4 separate regions of the Sus scrofa genome follow, and all the other regions are linked to region 4. Evidence: chromatin contacts called from public Hi-C data. All regions are on one chromosome and are shown on one strand. Each heading gives the region's core, a stretch centred on a gene start, on an enhancer-like site or on the middle of the called end of the contact. The rest is flanking DNA. Distances are from core to core; before and after follow the strand shown.

Region 1 (2,700 bases), core at 65-2,564, 220 kb after region 4:
TGTAATCAGAACCAACCAAGCAACACATACACTATACAGGACATAGTCTCAGTTGTTAAGAAGCTGCATGAAACAGAGAGGGAACAGAATGGCTAAGACAGTATCAAGTGGTGTATAATACAGGGGCGGGGCTTGAAGGATGGGTGAGGGAGCGGGAGAGGAACGTGGTCGTTAGAACAGCCTGGTTTTGTCTTTGCTATTAAAGCAAATTTGCACAACATCCTTAAGTGGTTCCCTTTCTTCCTCGGACTATCAGGTCGCTCACATCGCTGCTTCTCCCTCACTTGGCGGTATTCCTGTGAACGAGTGCAAGTGTAGCCAGTAGCCTGTACCAGAGAGTATTGAGAGGCTAAGCGATTGGTAACAAAGGTTTACCCTCAGCTGCAGAGATGAGACAAGATAATGCATTTCCACTTAGCTTGTGTAGATAGCTACACCAGTGTTCAGGAAGAATTTTTCCCCCCTAAGGGATTTCATGGGAATTAGCATCAAAAGCCAAGTTAAAGAAAAATCAGCTGGGATTTTCAAAAACCTCTATCATGGGCTAAAAATAGTTAAGAGATTTGAACCATATTATAGGGGAAAAAAAATTTCCTGTGCTCAAAACCTTAATGTATTTTCAACCTACGTGTCACTTAATAGCTTGGTTATGTAATTGCTGTAGTAATAATTAGGTTAACTAACACAGGGCACCTCTTATCTGTGGGATCACGGTAGATTTTGATTTTGTAGCCATCTACCAGGAAATGATGGCCTGGCACATGACAAAGGTCTAGCTGACGAATCCGAAAATTAAATGACATGGTCCCAGTGTCAGGCTGTTCTGATGGAATCACAGGCAGAATCCAGCACGTCTGGTTCTTAAATCTTCATCATCCTTTTCACTCCTCTGGCAAAAGCAGCATTTGCCTTAAAGAGTCTGATCATCTGCAGGTACCATTATCAGATGACTTCTGATCCTTGGAAGGGAAAGCTCTTTGTTGGGGGGGGGGGTGTCCTGAGATCATTGTGGGTAAAGCAGATTCACGTGTTTTGTTTTACAGGCATCCGAGCGTTTGCTCTCATTAAGGGTTCCTCTTCTACAAGATGTATTTGTTCAGAAAAAGGAGGAACATTCAAGCCAGTGGGGTTCTCAAGTCCAGATTTTGATTCTCACCAAGAGGGGTCTCAGGCACCACCTCCCCCCGCAAGGCTTAAAACTCCCTTTCTCTTCCACCCCCACCTGTTGCTGCTTTCTGTCTGGACCTAATGTTATGCCAACGGCTGTGGCCACCCAGCTGTTACCACTCAGCTGTTGGGGTTTGTCAGGCAGTAGTTTCTCCTTTTCAAATTTACAGCACGTGGCAGTAAGATGAGACCCTCTGGCCAGTTGGGGACAACAGGATAGGGGGTGGGGGTGTCTTAGGGCACATTCCCAGGGAACTGAAAACCCCATTCGGATAGGTATGCATTTTGTTCCCGCCGCCAGGCTGGCACCAGACAAGGGGACCTGATACAGCTGGACAAATCTCGGCATCTTCAAGGGGCCACGGGGACCTTCCCTGAGAGGTGTTTTTTGGTTTGTTTTTTTTCTGAGTGCCTTCGTGTACACATCACCAGGCCAGCTTTTTTTTTTTTTTTTTCCTCCTTCCACCCTTTCTTTAGTCTTCTCCTTCCCAATTTTCATACCTTATTGATTCATTTCATGGGACAGAGTCTTCCCTCCCCCTCTCCCACCCCCGGAAGGACTCGCCCAGAGGCAGCTGTTCCCAGTGGGGACACCAGCCCTTGGTCAAGGCAAACTTGAGTTCCCTGACAGATGAGCCACCAGCTACCTCTCCACTCATGTGGGCACCTGCCTCCGCAGACACGCAGCTGTGGAGGAAAGCTTCTGGCATTGTCTGGCTTCCGTTTGAGAGAGAAAGAGGGAGCGAGAGAGAGAAGGCCGAGTGAGGGACAGTCAGGAAGGTGGCAGCGGTGTCATGGAGAAAGGAAGCAAAGGCAAAGCCAAGTCCGAGAGGGAAGCCATGAGCTGGTTGGGCTCTGGGTCCGACAGGCCCACACTTTTAACATTTCATCCCCTTGGGATGGAAGCTTCTGGAAACTCTAGAGGGGCGCCTCCTTTCCGAGCTCGAAGGTATGTATGCAAAGAACCCATCTTCCCTTAGAGGGTCTCTTCAGAAGGAAGAGAAATTCACCATCTTTGCCTTTTTGCGCTATTGAAAATAAATTCAGAAAAACCCAAGATTGAAAAAAAAAAAAAAAGCCAGTTAGCAGCTGTTCTGGGGTTGGGGTGGAGAGAGCGATGGCTGAAAATGCCTGTAAAAATGGGAAATAGGAGTTTAATAATGGCGATTTCATTTTGATGGGCGTGTGATTTTACTCAAGTCGCTTTAGGAATGTGATGACGTCACCATTCCAGAAGCTTTCCAAAAAGTGGGAGGACGGGGAGCAGAATACAATCATTTTAAATTTAGGATTGGTGATGGAAGCATTTTCTCAGGGATCTCTTTGCAGAGATGAGAAAATGTATCTTTATCATGTATCACTTAAGGGTTTGTTTTTTTTTTTTTTAAGCACAGAAAAAGGCACTGTTGTTTATTTTTGCAAGTTGCTAATGAAACTGGGGTAAGCCAAGAACAAACACATGGCCACAAAGTCAGATGCTCACCCAGGTACTTAAAATTCATGTGGATTTTCAGTTCCCGTGGATTTCAAATT
Region 2 (2,700 bases), core at 163-2,662, 210 kb before region 4:
ACTGAGTCGATGAGGAGGTGGGGGCATGGTAACGGGGAGAAAGGGACTCAGAAATGGGCAAATGCCTTCCCGGAAGTTAAACGGCCCCTTCGGAGAGCAGATGGGAGATGCGGTAGTTTGTGGCAGTGCCTGGTGTGGTGCCAGGAGAGAGACGAGTTGCCCAGGGAGGGGATTTATGACAGTTGAATCTGTTGGGGAGGCTCTGCTTTGAGGCAGATAAGGGATTTCCCAAACTCCAGTCCAGCCTTCAGCTCAAAAATCCTTATGCCAAAGTGGCATATTTGGGTGTCGCAGGTCCTGACCCCCTGCACCATGTAAATGTTCAGGGAGAAGCTTGTATCCAGTAACCCAGGTGTGGGGCCAAGGTGTGTCTCTGATTGAGGGAAAAGAGCTGGATGAGGAGACCCTTGGCCGTGGAGAAGGAGAAAGGCTTTACCTTCTGGCCTTTTTGCCATTGTTCTTTGTTTCCTATCCCCAGCCATGATTCCAGGGTACCCAGCCTGAAAAGATCTTGATGAGAGATAAGGTGTCCAGACTTGTGAAAAGGAAAGAGATTTGAGATGCTAAGAAACTACTGATGGCAGGGGTGGGGTCCCCTTCCTAAATCACCCCCCTCCAAAGGCAAGATTCACTGAGTCCGTAGCCACCTTCTGTGAAGGAACATTCTCAGTGCCCCCCTCTCAAGCCAGAGAAACCTGATAATTAATTGCCTTGAGAATAGCTAACCTTCTCAGTTCTTGAGGTAGGAGGTGAATTGAAATTGTTGATTTCAGTGAGTTCCCATTGTGGCTCAGTGGGTTAAGAACCCGACCAGTATCCATAAGGAGGTGGGTTTGATCCCGGGGCTCGCTCAGTGGGTTAAGGATCTGGCGTTGCCCTGAGCTATAGCAAAGGTCACAGATACTGCTCAGATCTGGTGTTTCAGTGGCTGTAGTGTAGGCCTACAGCTGCAGCTCAGATTTGACCCCTAGCCTTGGAATTTCCATATGCTGCAGGTGCAGCCCTTAAAAAAAAAAAAAAAAAAAAAAAAGATGAAAGAAAAAAGAAATTGTTGATTTCAGTGGAAATGTATCAAAATTACACTGTTCTGTAGACAAGAGGATTGCCCAAGGCTTGGGGCTGGATGCTAAGGATCTCTGGTGTTTTTTCATTAAAAAGTGCTAGTAGAAATGTCCTGTGATATCAGGCTCGTTTATTTGAATTTTTGTTTTAAAGGAGAAACTGCCTCTCTGCCATGCTTTGCCCCCTACCCTTTACCTCCCATATCTCCGTGTGAGATATGAACCACTTCCAAACAAGTTAAACTTGAAGCCCTACTTAGTTTCTCAGGCTCATTACCAAGGATTTAAAACCTCTCTATTCATTCAACAACAATGGTTTCCATGGCAATTACTGCAACACATGACATTCCCTGCAGCTCTGCTTAAAAATGCACCCACAGAAATGGCTACACATCAACACAGTCCTCAGCAAAGGCTAGGCTGGGAGGGTTTCCCTCTTCCTGGTGGCTGGCGCTAAGAAATTAATCATAATAATTTTAAAAATTTAATCAATCATTTTGATTTCTTTGTGCGGTATCAGTTTTCTCCTTTTTCTTTCAACCCATCACACCAGTGAAGATATCGTTTCTTGTAGCAAATCATTTGAGTTGCATTTCTATGAAAGTGGCCAGGGATGAAGACAAATTACTGACCATAATTTCTGTCACCTGTTACCCCTCGCATCTGTTTCTGACTCTGTAGTCATTTCCCTCAGCCCTTTTTCTGTCTAAGAGAAACACACATTCTGAAAGAATAAGTAGCGTGCCAAAGTAGAAACCCAGACAGAGCAGAGAAACACCCTCTGCACAGTCTGTCTGCTCTGCCTACATCCCACCAAAAAAGCAAACAGCAGGTGCACTTAAAAAACATCTGCAAGAGATAACTAGTCAAATGAATACACAAGTCAGTGAGGCTCCTTTTTATTGAAAGCAGCAGTGTGCAGGTACCAGAGCAAGAGCTTTACATTAATCATTTCATCATGATCCTATGAGTTTAGTATGTTCACCACTGTACAAATTAAGAAATGGATGCTCAAAGGAGATAAAGAAATTTGCTTGTGATCATGCAGCCAGATGTCAGAATTGGGATTTTTTTTTTTTTTCACCCAAATAGGCTGGACTCCAGAACTGATGTTCTTGAATTAACTGATAGAGACTTATTTTCTCACTCAGGCTTGAGAGAAGATAGAGTGGGGGGAGGCGGACCGTCAAGCGGTCCAGGCTATTATCTGAGTTCTTGGACAGTTCCCTGTATGCTGGCTGGGACAATTCTAAACACGTCTCTGCAGCCTCATTCCTTGCTTTGCCTGGGACATGTTAATAGCGATGTTGACCTGCTTCCCTGGGTTATGTAATGACAGACGGTGAAATAAACAATAGGTGAGGGTTTTGAAAGACTAAGCGGTAGTGACGGTGATCTTAAACCCACAGGTAGAGACAAAAGCAAAGGCAAGACGGAGGGGAAACATATATCACAAGAATGCTTTCAAATGAATGGCGAGAGGGGCTTGCCCCAAAGAGAATGAATGGTGTAATCCAATTACCCTCATTCTGTCAAGCCCTAGGCAGATGTGTTGGATGCGAAGTGCAGCTCCCGAATCAAGCTTTTGTAAGACCTGGCTCTGGAGATGGAAAAGGCCCCCATGAGAAATCTATCCGGG
Region 3 (2,700 bases), core at 8-2,507, 150 kb before region 4:
GCTGCTCGGTTCCCACATTGCTGTGGCTCTGGCGTAGGCCAGCAGGTACAGCTCCAATTAGACCCCTAGCCTGGGAACCTCCATATGTCACAGGAACGGCCCCAGAAAAAGGCAAAAAGACAAAGAAAAAAACAAAACAAAAAAAACACCTTTTAACACCATGAAGGATTAAGCACTGAAAAGGTGGATTGATTCTTGAAAGTCACCAAGGTTATTGCTGTGGATTGAGAAAAGAATAGAACATTTTCAAGTTGAGATAAAGATTGCTTAATAGTTTGATCCTTTGATCATTATGTAGTGTCCTTTGTCTCTTGTGACTTTATTTTAAATCTATCTTGTATGATATCACTTATATGTGGACTCTAACATATAGCACAGATGATTCTGTCTACAGAACAGAAACAGACCATAGACATGGAGAGCAGATTTGTAGTTGCGAGGGGGGAGGGAGTGGGAGGGATGGGAATTTGGGGGTGCTAGATACAAACTGTTACACTTGTAACGGACAAGCAATGGGATCCTACTGTACAGCATAGGGAACTATTGCAGTCTCTCTGGTTGGACCATGATGAAAGATAGCGTGAAACATAAAAAAGAATGTGTGTGTGTGTGTGTGTGTGTGTGTGTGTGTGTGGACTGGGTCACTTTGCTATATAGCAGAAATGGAAGGAACATTGTAAATCAGTTATACTTTAATACAAATTTTTTAAAAAAATTTGTAATAGAGCCAAAGAGTGGACTCTTGGCAGGACGTGCATTGGTGTACCTGGTTTTGAAGTGGTTGGTTGGAGCCCCCTTTATGGCCATAAGCGTCTTTGGTCTAAACAACACAATTCGTGAAATGCCTTCTTTCACACAGGAAATGCAGCCCATGGAATTCCTACAAATGACAGAACAGCTAACTCTTATTTGCTCCAATTCAAAACCCATCTGCAGAGAGTATCTAGAAAAGGCCCTTATTCTCCAGAGAGCAGAAAATGGGGTAATCTGTGCCAGACACACATCAGAAAAGAGCTCCCTGTTTTGCTAAAAGTAAAAGGGCAGTTTGCAAGTTGATTGCAGAGTCATCATTTAATTTACTCTGAATTATTTCTTCTCATACCATATTCTGATTCTGCAAAGATGCTAATCTTACCAGTGGGGAATCGGGTCTGCTGGCAGTAGTTCAGAGGCATCAAGCCTCTCCCTCAGGGAGAGTTGGCTCTCGCTCCTCTTTCCCCGGCCAGGACCTGACCTAAAGCCTCCACAGCAGGAAGCTGCCCTTGGAAACAGCTTGGCGGCACAGTGGCTTCTGGAAGGAAGTGGACCTGAGCCTCAGTGTGAAGAGGCTGGAGGAGTCAAGACAAACCCGAGATGAGGAAGAGGGAGGACATCCCGCCATGAGAATGGTGATGAGGAGAAACAAGAACTTACAGGTGAAGATTTACAATGTGTCAGACACTGCGCCACGTGCTTTACATAATTTTATCTCAGCAAAGGCTTAACACAACCCTGTGAGATAGGGTCGATTGTACCCAATTCACTGATGAGATACACTGAGAGGCAGAGAAGTGAGGGGATCTAACTGCCCACTGTCAGCCAGGGGATGAAACCGGTGAGCTTGGCCCAGAGCCCAGGGAGGTCGACCGTAGCACAATATGCTTAACCCCACAGCCAGGAGATGGAGGGCCCATCTGATAAGATTCTGATAAAACTGGACTCGGCAAGCCTTTCTGGATTGTACTCTCGTCTCTTGTCTCTGCATTTCCATCGACTGTGTATCCAGGGTTTATTTTTGTTTTTCACTTATCTCAGTGACTTGGAATGAGAAAGAACAGTATGTACTAGGCAGCAGGCCCTTGGAAGAACATCCCATGGACAACAAACACATCCTTTTTCCTCATGGCCTTTGCTTCATTTTTACCATCTTGTCCACTTTAGTGACAGTTGACATCGATCATGGCCGAGCCTGGGCACAAATTTCTACAATCCATACCAGACACCCATTCCATATCATTATCTAAAGCAGAATGGCCTTTGCCTACTTTTCACCTTTCACCTTTCACCTTTGGCCAGTACATGTGAGCCAAATAAAGTCACTGCAGGGACATAACAGCTCTACAGTGCAGTGTATCTTTCCAGTCAAAAGGGTCTGCACCTATCCAATCAAAAGGATTTTTGTTTCAGTACAATCAATTAGTACATCTAGCCACCTTAATCAATTCACATCACATTCAGCTAATTTGGTCAACCGATGCATAATGGTTTGGAAAAATGGCCCAAATTAATGCCACACCATGTTTTCAGCTTCTAAACCTAGTCCTGGTACTATTATATATGTTGATTGCAGAAAACCCTGGGGGATACTCTCAAATCCCAGTAGATCTAGAAATCTGTGAATAACAGGCTATAGTCAGATGCTTTCCTGGAATTTGACAAATTAAGACAACCATCGTGGGCATGGAGACTCTGGAAGGAAATTCTGCACCATGGAAATCACTCACAGATAATCATCTCCCTCTAGGGAATGAGGGGAGAAAGAGCAAATTCAGGGACCCAAGGAGGCAGATGGCAGGAAAAAAGGTCCTGGTTCTGCTTCTTTTGTTGCTAATAATAAAATTAGTTGTCACAAGTAACACTGCTGCCAAGCCTACGTGGATGACACTATTTCTTCAAGTTTACCCCTAAAAATTAAAAATAAAATAAACAAAATAACTCAAA
Region 4 (2,700 bases), core at 41-2,540:
TGGCCTGGAACTTCTGCACACTGGGGGCACAGCTAAATACATACATAAAAATAAATTTTAAAAAAATTTTAAATGGGTATAAGAAAAAGAGGAATTTGATATAAAGAGACAACCAGGCAAAGCACATGTGGCACAGAGATCTCAGGAAAATCTGAGTGACCTGAGAGGTCATGGTCTGGAGACCACCACCCCACGTGATTTCAGGGTCTTCTCAGGCCAGGAACTGGGGAGCACCGGGAGGAGGGGCTTCAGTTGGGCTGTCTTAGCTAGAACCTCAGAAAGCAGAAAACCATGCTTAAGAGGCAGTGCCTATGAAAACCAGGAATCTGTACACTCACAAAGGACCTCCATGAGCACACAGACGAGAGGAAAACAATTCTGCTCTTGAAATTTTTTCACATCTGCTCTGTACCGTTCCAGATGATTCTTGAAAGGATGTTCAGCTTTTACAGAAGGACGAAACATACACAAGTTGAGGAGAAAGCCCACGCCCTTCTCTCTTCCCGCTTAGAAGGATGCTACATGTCCCCTCTCCGTGTTCTTTTAAAACACAAGGAAGAAAGGAGGGGATTAAAAAAAAAAAAAGAAGACGAAGCAGTGTAGCAAATTCTCTGCCAGGAAACACACAGTGAATTCTAGCTTGTTAGCAGCCTGCTTCCAAATTATTTTTAAAAAACAAATCCTAACAGTCGTGTAGTTACAGCCTCTGAGGGAAGCTCTAAGCCCGATGCCAGTGTCCCAGAACCCAAGTCACCAAAAAAAGAAACAGAAAAAAAGAAAAAAAAAAAAAAAAAAAGGCGGGGGTGGGGGTGGGGGGGACCCTCACCCGCTGTCTTCTAACAGGAATATGAAAGCAAAATCTCGGAGGCGGGAGAAATGCCCCAGAGAGGAGAAAGCTGCAGCTTGCAGTAATCTGTAAATGATTGCTGGTAAAGTCTGGAGGCTTCAGGCTTGATCTGTGTTTGTTCCAAAAGCAAGCCAAGGAGGACGGTGTTAATAAAGAGAGATTTAACTGAGAGCTGTGCTTGGAATAAAGTGGGCTACAAAAAGGTCAAATTTGATCAGTTGCAGCAGATTACAAGGGCTTTAAAAGGTGGTGTGGAGAAATGAGCCGGGGCTGGAAGTAATATCGCGCAAGATTGATTTGGGGGGTGGAGAAAAGCCAGGACAAGTGCTTATCAATCCTAGAAGTAGGAAGAGCCGGGCGGGCGCCCAGTCGCTCCTGGCCTGAGCCGCGGAGCGGGCGGCCGCTTCCTTCCCCTGCATCCCCTCCCCTCGCCCCCACCTCTCCGGACCGGACCTGCCTTCCGCCGCCCTTTAGACAATGGTCTCCTTAATCTCTGACTTGGATCCACTCAAAGACTGGAAAGTTTTAAGGTAGGCCTGCTTTTCTTTCTCTCCCGTCGCTGTTTCAGTTCAGGGCCAAGTTCCTCCCCCGCCCCCAGCCCAGTGCCTGCGCGGGGGATGCGCGATGCGCCGCCAGCGGGGGCGGGGGTGGGGTGGGGTGTGGGTGGGGGGTTCGGCGACCGCGGATCTGCTTAGGGGATAGTCCGCGGTGATTCGACACAACTTCCGGCAGCTGTGTGCGGAGAGGCGTGAGAAGTCCTCAATTTCACTCCCGGAGGGGAAGGCGGTGCATTTTAATGCGAGTCCCATCCTTTTGAAATGATGCCTGCCATTGGCCAACTCGCCAACCAGCTCTCCTACTGACTGCGTTTCTGGGGGCCCTGAAGCCATCGGAAGGGACGTGCCAAACTTTCTGGGGCTTGAGGTTTTAAAAAGCCAACTTTTCAGGAAAGCTCTTCCTGCTCCTCTTTTCAAGACGGTGGGCAGAGAGGGGGTTTCCTCCCGGGACCTCTTCTCCCCACCCCCACGCCTAATTTGGAAAAGCCAGTCTTGTAAAAACTCCCTGACCTTCGAATGAAATGAGCACAGTTTGTGAAACGAGCTAGTCTCTGCACGCTTCTGAAAAGATGAGCTCTGCCGTCTTCTTGATTCGGAGACCCAGGAAAATGAGATTCCCAGGACCTCACAGTGGCCAAAAGTTCCTGCATTTCACCCCCCTTGAGCCTAAGCTGACACCTTGGGTAGAGTTCACAGTGCCTTCCTAAGTTTAACTGAAAACGAAGTGGTGTTGCCCAGCCCAAAGAAATTTGGACAATTTCTTAAATGTAAAAAGGTTAAAACGAGGGGGTTTTATGGAAAGTGGTTCCTCACAGTGGCAGGCTGTCCCAAATACTTACCTGCAAACACGGTTCCACTGGAATGAAACCAAGACCCAGTTAAGGCACCTCTTTTTTTTCCTAATATTTATCTTGCATTCATGGGCTGTTACTTCTCTCCTTCTCATGAGTTCTGCCTTAGTGTCTGTCTAATTTTAGTATTTTTATGCATGATAGAAAAGAGCAAATACAAGAAACAGTGGCCGATATCATCTTATTTTCCTTTGAAGAATTCTTGCATTTTGCTTTCTAGAACGTCACACGGATGGGTGTCAGAAAGTGCATGTCATTTTCTAATCTTCCCTTTTTCCAGTTAAACATGAAACGTGTTTTCACCTACCCTTTGTAACCATCGTTCTAACGACGAAGCAGGCATCAGGATATTGATATACATTGTTTTACTCAATTACCGTGTGTTGACAATTTCGACTGTTTGCAGCCCTTGACTTGTAGGCACAACTACGCAGCGAACGTCTTT

Evidence for each region. A called contact is a pair of places that touch in the nucleus more often than the background predicts.
Region 1: a Hi-C map of fetal skeletal muscle shows a contact between it and region 4, with 2.1 times the contacts expected there. The contact joins two enhancer-like sites. A contact is called at or near these places in 5 of 47 Hi-C or Micro-C datasets (brain, fetal heart ventricle, fetal skeletal muscle and 2 more) and 1 of 2 datasets of contacts at active chromatin or transcription factors (skeletal muscle).
Region 2: a contact with region 4 is called in a Hi-C map of brain, with 5 times the contacts expected there. The contact joins two enhancer-like sites. A contact is called at or near these places in 1 of 47 Hi-C or Micro-C datasets (brain) and 1 of 2 datasets of contacts at active chromatin or transcription factors (skeletal muscle).
Region 3: a contact with region 4 is called in a Hi-C map of skeletal muscle, with 6 times the contacts expected there. The contact joins two enhancer-like sites. A contact is called at or near these places in 2 of 47 Hi-C or Micro-C datasets (heart right ventricle and skeletal muscle) and 1 of 2 datasets of contacts at active chromatin or transcription factors (skeletal muscle).

What each region holds. Positions count from the first base shown.
Region 1 is chr10:60,858,740-60,861,439 of Sscrofa11.1, reverse strand. The region is part of intron 1 of CELF2 (CUGBP Elav-like family member 2); the gene reads left to right. Among named protein-coding and RNA genes, the nearest start is that of CELF2, 7.5 kb to the left of the region's middle. Within about 2 kb of position 1,314, at least 6 of the 83 cell types and tissues checked have an H3K27ac peak or open chromatin away from gene starts, as enhancers often do. A contact at or near this core is called in fetal skeletal muscle and skeletal muscle, where this site is marked.
Region 2 is chr10:61,295,178-61,297,877 of Sscrofa11.1, reverse strand. The region is part of intron 2 of LOC110255590 (a long non-coding RNA gene); the gene reads left to right. Among named protein-coding and RNA genes, the nearest start is that of CELF2, 430 kb to the right of the region's middle. Within about 2 kb of position 1,412, at least 8 of the 83 cell types and tissues checked have an H3K27ac peak or open chromatin away from gene starts, as enhancers often do. A contact at or near this core is called in brain, where this site is marked.
Region 3 is chr10:61,237,843-61,240,542 of Sscrofa11.1, reverse strand. The region is part of intron 2 of LOC110255590 (a long non-coding RNA gene); the gene reads left to right. Among named protein-coding and RNA genes, the nearest start is that of CELF2, 370 kb to the right of the region's middle. Within about 2 kb of position 1,257, at least 16 of the 83 cell types and tissues checked have an H3K27ac peak or open chromatin away from gene starts, as enhancers often do. A contact at or near this core is called in skeletal muscle, where this site is marked.
Region 4 is chr10:61,083,386-61,086,085 of Sscrofa11.1, reverse strand. It overlaps the pseudogene LOC100514677. Among named protein-coding and RNA genes, the nearest start is that of CELF2, 220 kb to the right of the region's middle. Within about 2 kb of position 1,290, at least 50 of the 83 cell types and tissues checked have an H3K27ac peak or open chromatin away from gene starts, as enhancers often do. A contact at or near this core is called in brain, fetal skeletal muscle and skeletal muscle, where this site is marked.